2 separate regions of the Gossypium hirsutum genome follow, and region 1 is linked to region 2. A link is a contact called in public Hi-C data. All regions are on one chromosome and are shown on one strand. The core of a region is the stretch at or near the end of the contact, and the rest is flanking DNA. Distances in the headings are between cores, read along the strand shown. Region 1 has its middle 4.6 kb from the start of LOC107950869. Region 2 holds the start of LOC107928745 (cytochrome P450 86A1).

Region 1 (2,977 bases), core at 293-2,792, 130 kb after region 2:
TAATATTTAAAATAAATCAAAGAAGTTGGAATCATAACTTAAGTAACGGTACAATATTATTAAAATTAATTGGTGCAATATAAATCAATTATGTATTATATATTTATTATAATTGAAAATATTTAGTTATACATCTTATAATTTTTATCAACAATAACTTTCGAGGTAACCCATGAAGCTTATGTAAAATATTTAACCCCATGTCCAATAGCTAAAAGTAAGTTTTTCATTTTACTTTTTCATAACTTAATTGAGAGAAATTGGAGAATTTATCTAAATCCCCGAGCAAGAAAAAACAAAGTGAAAGTAAGAAAAAAAAGTACACTACAATGATTTATTTTTTATATAAATTTAATTGATGAATGAGTGTTGCTACTTATAGTTGCTGTTTACTAAAACTCAAAACAGTTTATGAAAGTGTTTTACTATAATAGCCACGGTGGAAAATTGTGCAAATAAAATTAAATATTACATAGATTTGTTTATGCAGTTCGATTTCCTTACGTTTGCGGAGTCTAGCTCAATGAGTAACTCCACTATTTTTATTTGTAAATACAATAAGTGAGTCATACTCTATTACTTCCCAAGTTTAGAGATCTCATCTTTGTACCTGAAAAGTAGAACACTCACTTCTAAATCTCCCCCCCCTCCCAGAACTTGGACAGTAAACATTTAATGCTTCCAATTTAGTTTGCACTCTTTCACAAAATAATTCCTCAATAAATAGATTCAAGTGCTCTCTATAAGCTCTCATACTTAATCTAGACAATCCTCAAAGCATATATCAATCTTAGCTTGCTAACAGAGAATCTAAGTAAACACAAAGTAACTCCTTGAAAGTAGCTATTACAACATTAGCATTCAAAGCATAACCAATCGAAGATATGATCTTCAAAAATTAGCAACACAATCTCGATCAAATCTCTACATTCCAAGAGTTGAATTGATTCACTTGAATCCAATCTAATCTTCAGTAGTTAAAGATTGGTTTCCATAGATAGACTATTGTATCTTCAATATAACATTACATTAACAGGTCTAAAGATTTTCTTCATTAAATTGTCAACTCAAATAAGGCAAGAGTTTTATTGCCTCTGTGATAGCCTATAGTGGGCACTACTGAGTGCCACTCAACTCATTCAACACACCTTGCCTCAACTATAAGGATGGTATCAAATTTTAATAGAGTTAATATTTACTATTTCAAAAAAAATGTCATTTATTGCTTAATAGAGTTAAAATTTTAGAAGTTTTTGTTGGTCCTACAAATGAATTTTTTTGTTTAAAGTTGAACTATAAATGAAAAAAAAATATATGTTATTTTTAAATAGTATATATTACTCAATTTTTATTTGATTTTTTTAGTAGTAAAAAGATTAAATTGATTCATTTAATAATAGAGGAATTTGACAGTTACTTTCACTAAATTTAATTTTACCTGCTGAAATGTAATAGGACAAAAACTGAAATTTATGATGAGTTTAAGCCCAAGGGACGGATCATCGTGTTTGCTGGTGGGCATACTTTGGGCTCCGTTTTAGCATTGTGCTACATTAAGCCCACATCAAAACCCCTCCGTCTCAAAGGAAAACTATTTTCCAACTAAACAAAGCTAAGGTTAAAAATTAAATTAAAGGATTTATAATTGATAACATCATCACACATCATTTAAGTTCTTTTTAAGTACAATTTCACTTAAATGACGTGATATTTGATTCGCATGAAATTGTTGATTGATATAATTAGGAATGATTATGCGGTTGATAATAAATTTTTTGAACTTCATTTAATATTTGATTTATTCAAACAAATCTGACAATTTAAATTTCGGCATGTCTCGCAAGAGCATAATAGACTGGCAGATTACATGGTTAAAGTTGTTCATAGTGGTCTTAATAAGTTATCGACTTTTGAAGACCCACCTGATCATATTTGATCTTTATTTGAAGAAGATGTTCATTGAGCAATGGTTAATATAAGCTTTCATCAACCTTATTGTAACTAGTTCCTTAAACTTTGTTTCTTTTCTACTCGAAAACTAAATCATAAAAAAATTCGTTAGAAATACATGATGAATTTTCTTTAATACTTCTTATATATTTAGTATTGGATCCCTTTTATCTCTTTATCCAATTTACCTTTTTAGCCCCAAAAGTTAAATTGAAAAGAACAAAGCTTGATATGTTGAATAGGGCCGAGTATACCATTGTGTTAAATTTAAATTGCTTAATATATCATTTGGTATACCATTGAAAAGAACAAAGTTTGATACTTTTTTTTAATGTAATAGTTGTTGTTGTTGTTTTTTTTTTTGTCCAATTTGGTATCTCTATTTGATAAAAAGTTATATAGTTTGGTATTAAAAATTCATAATGCTAACTTTTTAGTGTTTAATTCGAGTTTTAAGATTGATTTGATGAAAGTTAATTGCAATATTATTAGGTTTGAATTTTTAATGATTTTGTTAATAGAATAAATTTAGTGTTAATTGTGAATTTGTTTAATTTTATGTTTAATTTTTCAAATACAGTTTGATGAATGTGATTTAATTCGGATTTTAAGATTAATTTGATGAAAGTTAATTGCTAATATTATTAGCTCATTATGAATTTTCATCAAATTAACACTAAAATCTAAATTGAACACTAGAAAAAATAGTAGTGTTGCCTTCAGGTACCAAATTGTATAACTTTTGTCAAATACAGATACCGCATTGGACAAAAAAATAGCATAAGTAATACATTAGAAAAAAGTGTCAAACTTAAGTGCCAAATAATGTATAAAACCGATTTGAAGAGATGGCAACTAATCTTAGAAGATAGAGGGAATCATATCTTGTAAAGATTAGATTAGATTTGATAAGGCTTATCTTGTAAATCCCTAAAATTAAGGGATATGGTTAAATCTCATCCGTCGATGTAAATGTATCTTGACCGTCGGTTTTGGGGGAGCTCAACTATAAATAGAGAGCCTCCCC
Region 2 (3,394 bases), core at 692-3,191:
CTAACAAATCAAATTTTCATTGTAACAAATCTACTTGTCCAATAGATTGTACTTTGTGATTTGTTATTACATAAGCATATGAAAATATATATCAACTGATATGAAAATGTAACATAACAAAGATATAAACCACCAAAACCCCACTTGAACAAAGTATAAAATTTAGTAACACAAATGAGCCCCCGTCATCTATGGAAGTTTGCGCGGCTGCAAGTAAACACGAAGGCCTTGCTTCATGAACAGAGTGAGAGACATCTTCTGCTCTACCCTGTGTCCAGGTACCAGCGAAAGCCGGTAACGGAGTAGAACCGCGGAGGCCACGGACTTCATTTGTAGGTAAGCCAAGTCTTTCCCCAAGCAAGTCCGTGGTCCTGCATTGAATGCTACAAATTTGTAACCATCCTTTGGTGTGTTGAATTTGTCACCTTCTGGTGATATCCACCTTTCAGGCCTGAACTCCATGCAATCTTCTCCCCATATAGTCTTCATTCTTCCAACTGAATATATTGAATATGTCACAGTTGAGCCGGCAGGCACGAACGTGCCATCCGGTAAGACATCATCTTCAACAACATACTTGAAGTCCTCTGGAACTGAGGGGTATAAACGCAGTGTTTCAGCTAGTGCTGCTTTCAGATATATCAATTTGTCTGCTTCATCGAACACCAGAGGCTCTTTAAGCCATTTCTTGCAATCTTCACCACGTGACTCCTGGAGAACTGTTGATATTTCGTCGATGATCTTTTGCTCAATCTCCAGATGGTTCATGACGAGCCAGAAGAACCAGCTGAGGGCCACGGAAGAGGTGTCCCTACCGGCCAGGACGAAGTTTAGAGCAATGTGTTGGAGAACATCACTTGTACAGAGGTTGCCCTCAGCATCTCTCTTCTTCATAAAACGGGACAGTAGATCATCTGATGGAGCTTCCTTTCTTGCTTCAACGGCATCGTTCATGTAGTTCTCGACAATTTGGAGGCTACGCTTCAATCTTTTCTCCACTCCAATCCCCAAAATCTTCTCCAATCTCCATAGAAGACCAGGGTATAAAAACCTATAGAGAGTTGCTTCTGTGGCTGTATCGAAAGCAACAGCAAATGAGTTCTCAGGTAACTCAGGAGAGAGTGTTTTGGGGTCCTTACCAAAGGTAAGGCCACAAATATTGTCAAACGTTAACCGAAGCAACAAGTCCTGCAAGTCCACTGATTTCTTCTCAATGGATGCTCTATCCAAAATATGCCATAACCGATCCTTGATGGTCCGGTTCACCCAACGAGCCATGGCTTGCCTGAGCGTCCGGGTTGTGAACTCAAGAGCTGCTGTTTTCCTTTGTATGAGCCATGTCTCTCCATCACTATTGAAGATCCCTTGCCCCAAAAGATCATGAAATGCAGCTTGCCAATTGGGCCCTTTTGGGTAGTTATCGAACCTTGTCTTGAGGATATGCTCAATGTTTTTAGGGTGACAAGTGACAGTATAGAGCCCTTGCTTCCAAGCCAAGAAAGGAAGAGCAATAGTACATGTTTGATACGTGGCTAAGCCACCAGTTGCTCGAAGGTTACTAGCCATCCAATCATGGATCCGCCTCCGGTTCTCGAAAAGAGATGGTAGGCTACCGACTAGAGGCCACACTCTCGGACCGGTTAACCTCCTGGCTAGGATATGGAACCAAAGTGCATAAGCAAATATTGCAGCAGCTAAGCTGAAGACAAATGGAAGGGTTTCCATACTGCTATTAACAGTATTGGAAGTAGACACAGTTGAAGTTGAGATTGTTTTATGAGAGGGATGAATAAAAATGAAGTTATTTTTAAAGTGATGAAACTAGAAAGGTGTAGGAAGAGTTGTTGGGAAATGTTCGTTCATGGCAATATTTATTGTTTCGGTTGATAGGAATTTATTTATGCCACAGAATTTACACGAAAACCATGCAATGACTTACATTTGCTAGCTATTATTCTATTGATTTATCTACCCTCATTGGCTAAATTTTTTTCCTTCTCATTTTAAACTTTTTTTTTGTTTGTTTCTATAAGGAAAGGGGAAATGGGTTATCTAGAAATGAAGCACAGTACTTGTTGTCAACCAAATTTTATTTTAATAACAAGTTTTCTTGTCATGGCACCACAGTGACGGTGCATAATAGAGATTTAGGGATCATGATCCCCTAAAATAATAAATTTTAATTTAGATTCTTTATAATTTATAAAATTTTAAATTAATAATAAAATTGTGCTTTACCCTCCCCTAAAATGATAAAATTTGATTTAATCTTTTAAAACTCATAAAAATATAGGCTATTAAAATGATAAAATTGTATTTTTTACGAAATATACAATTTAATTTCAGTCCAAAAAAAAAATTTCAGACTCCATCATTAAGTACAAACTCGGTTAACCATGACAATGATATAAATGGTTTTAAATATTTTACCCAATGAAATCAAGGTAAAACATTAGTCATGGTAATCGGAGTAGGAATGAATATTTTCATACTTAGGGAGGGAAGGCCTTGCTAATCTCCTAAGGTCACCCTATTACACACTCTAATTTAGCTTGTAAGTGAAGCTGATCCTCATCCAAAGAAAATGAGAAAGAAGAAGTGGTTAGAGACAGTTTACCTGCATTGACAAAACATAAAATGGGTTTTTTCTTCTACTGCAATGCCCCATATCATCATCTTCTTGGGGGTGGGGGGATGCTCTTGTTTTGTTTGGGGTCCTTTTACTATATATTCTCGTACATAAGAGATTTAGAGGTGATTATGGGTCAGGTTAGGTTTGGACCAGGCCTCAATAGAATTTTAGGCTCGTTTTTAGGTCTAGTTTGGTCCAAAAAATGAGCCTAAAATTTACTTAAACTAGACCTAAATAAAAATGTTAAAATTTGAGTCCGGCCTGACCCACACGTGTTAAATTTTTTATATTATTATTTTACATTAAAAACAAGTTTAAAAAAATAATACATCAAATACACTAAAAACGTTAAAATAAAAATTTTCCTATTTAAATAACATTAAGATAGGTGCAACTTAATAAGCAAATACCTCTAAATAATAACAAAATTAACAATAAAAAAAAGAGTTATATAATATCCAAACAATAAAAATAAAATAGTAACAATATAATAGCGAATGACACCAATATAGTGACAAAACAGTAGCAAAAGTAGTGAAAACAACAACAACAAGCAAGAGATTTTATTTTATTTTATTTTTTTACAAATTCATGTCGGGCTGAATTTAGACCAAAAAAGTTACGTGAGGCCTAGTCCGTTTAGAAAATGTGACTCATTATTTTATTTCAACCCATTTTTCGGCCTTCAGACCTGACTGGTTGGCTCGGGCATGATCAATTCCTAGAGATATTTAAAGCTCTCAATATGTTGATCAAGATCAA

The links. Hi-C and Micro-C count contacts between places; a contact is called where the count stands out from the background.
Region 1: a contact with region 2 is called in a Hi-C map of leaf, with 2.3 times the contacts expected there. The contact joins the enhancer-like site here to the promoter of LOC107928745 in region 2. A contact is called at or near these places in 14 of 34 Hi-C or Micro-C datasets (callus, fibers, leaf and 2 more).

Annotation. Positions count from the first base shown.
Region 1 is chrD03:45,360,954-45,363,930 of Gossypium_hirsutum_v2.1, forward strand. No RefSeq gene overlaps it. Among protein-coding and RNA genes, the nearest start is that of LOC107950869, 4.6 kb to the right of the region's middle. Within about 2 kb of position 1,543, at least 1 of the 9 cell types and tissues checked has an H3K27ac peak or open chromatin away from gene starts, as enhancers often do. A contact at or near this core is called in leaf, where this site is marked.
Region 2 is chrD03:45,234,801-45,238,194 of Gossypium_hirsutum_v2.1, forward strand. LOC107928745 (cytochrome P450 86A1) reads right to left here and starts at 1,942. Exons shown (of 1, transcript XM_016860000.2): 1 at 14-1,942. The coding sequence starts at 1,725. The coding sequence ends at 190. It overlaps LOC107928744 (sodium-dependent phosphate transport protein 1, chloroplastic), which reads left to right. Exons shown (of 10, transcript XM_016859999.2): 10 at 1-29.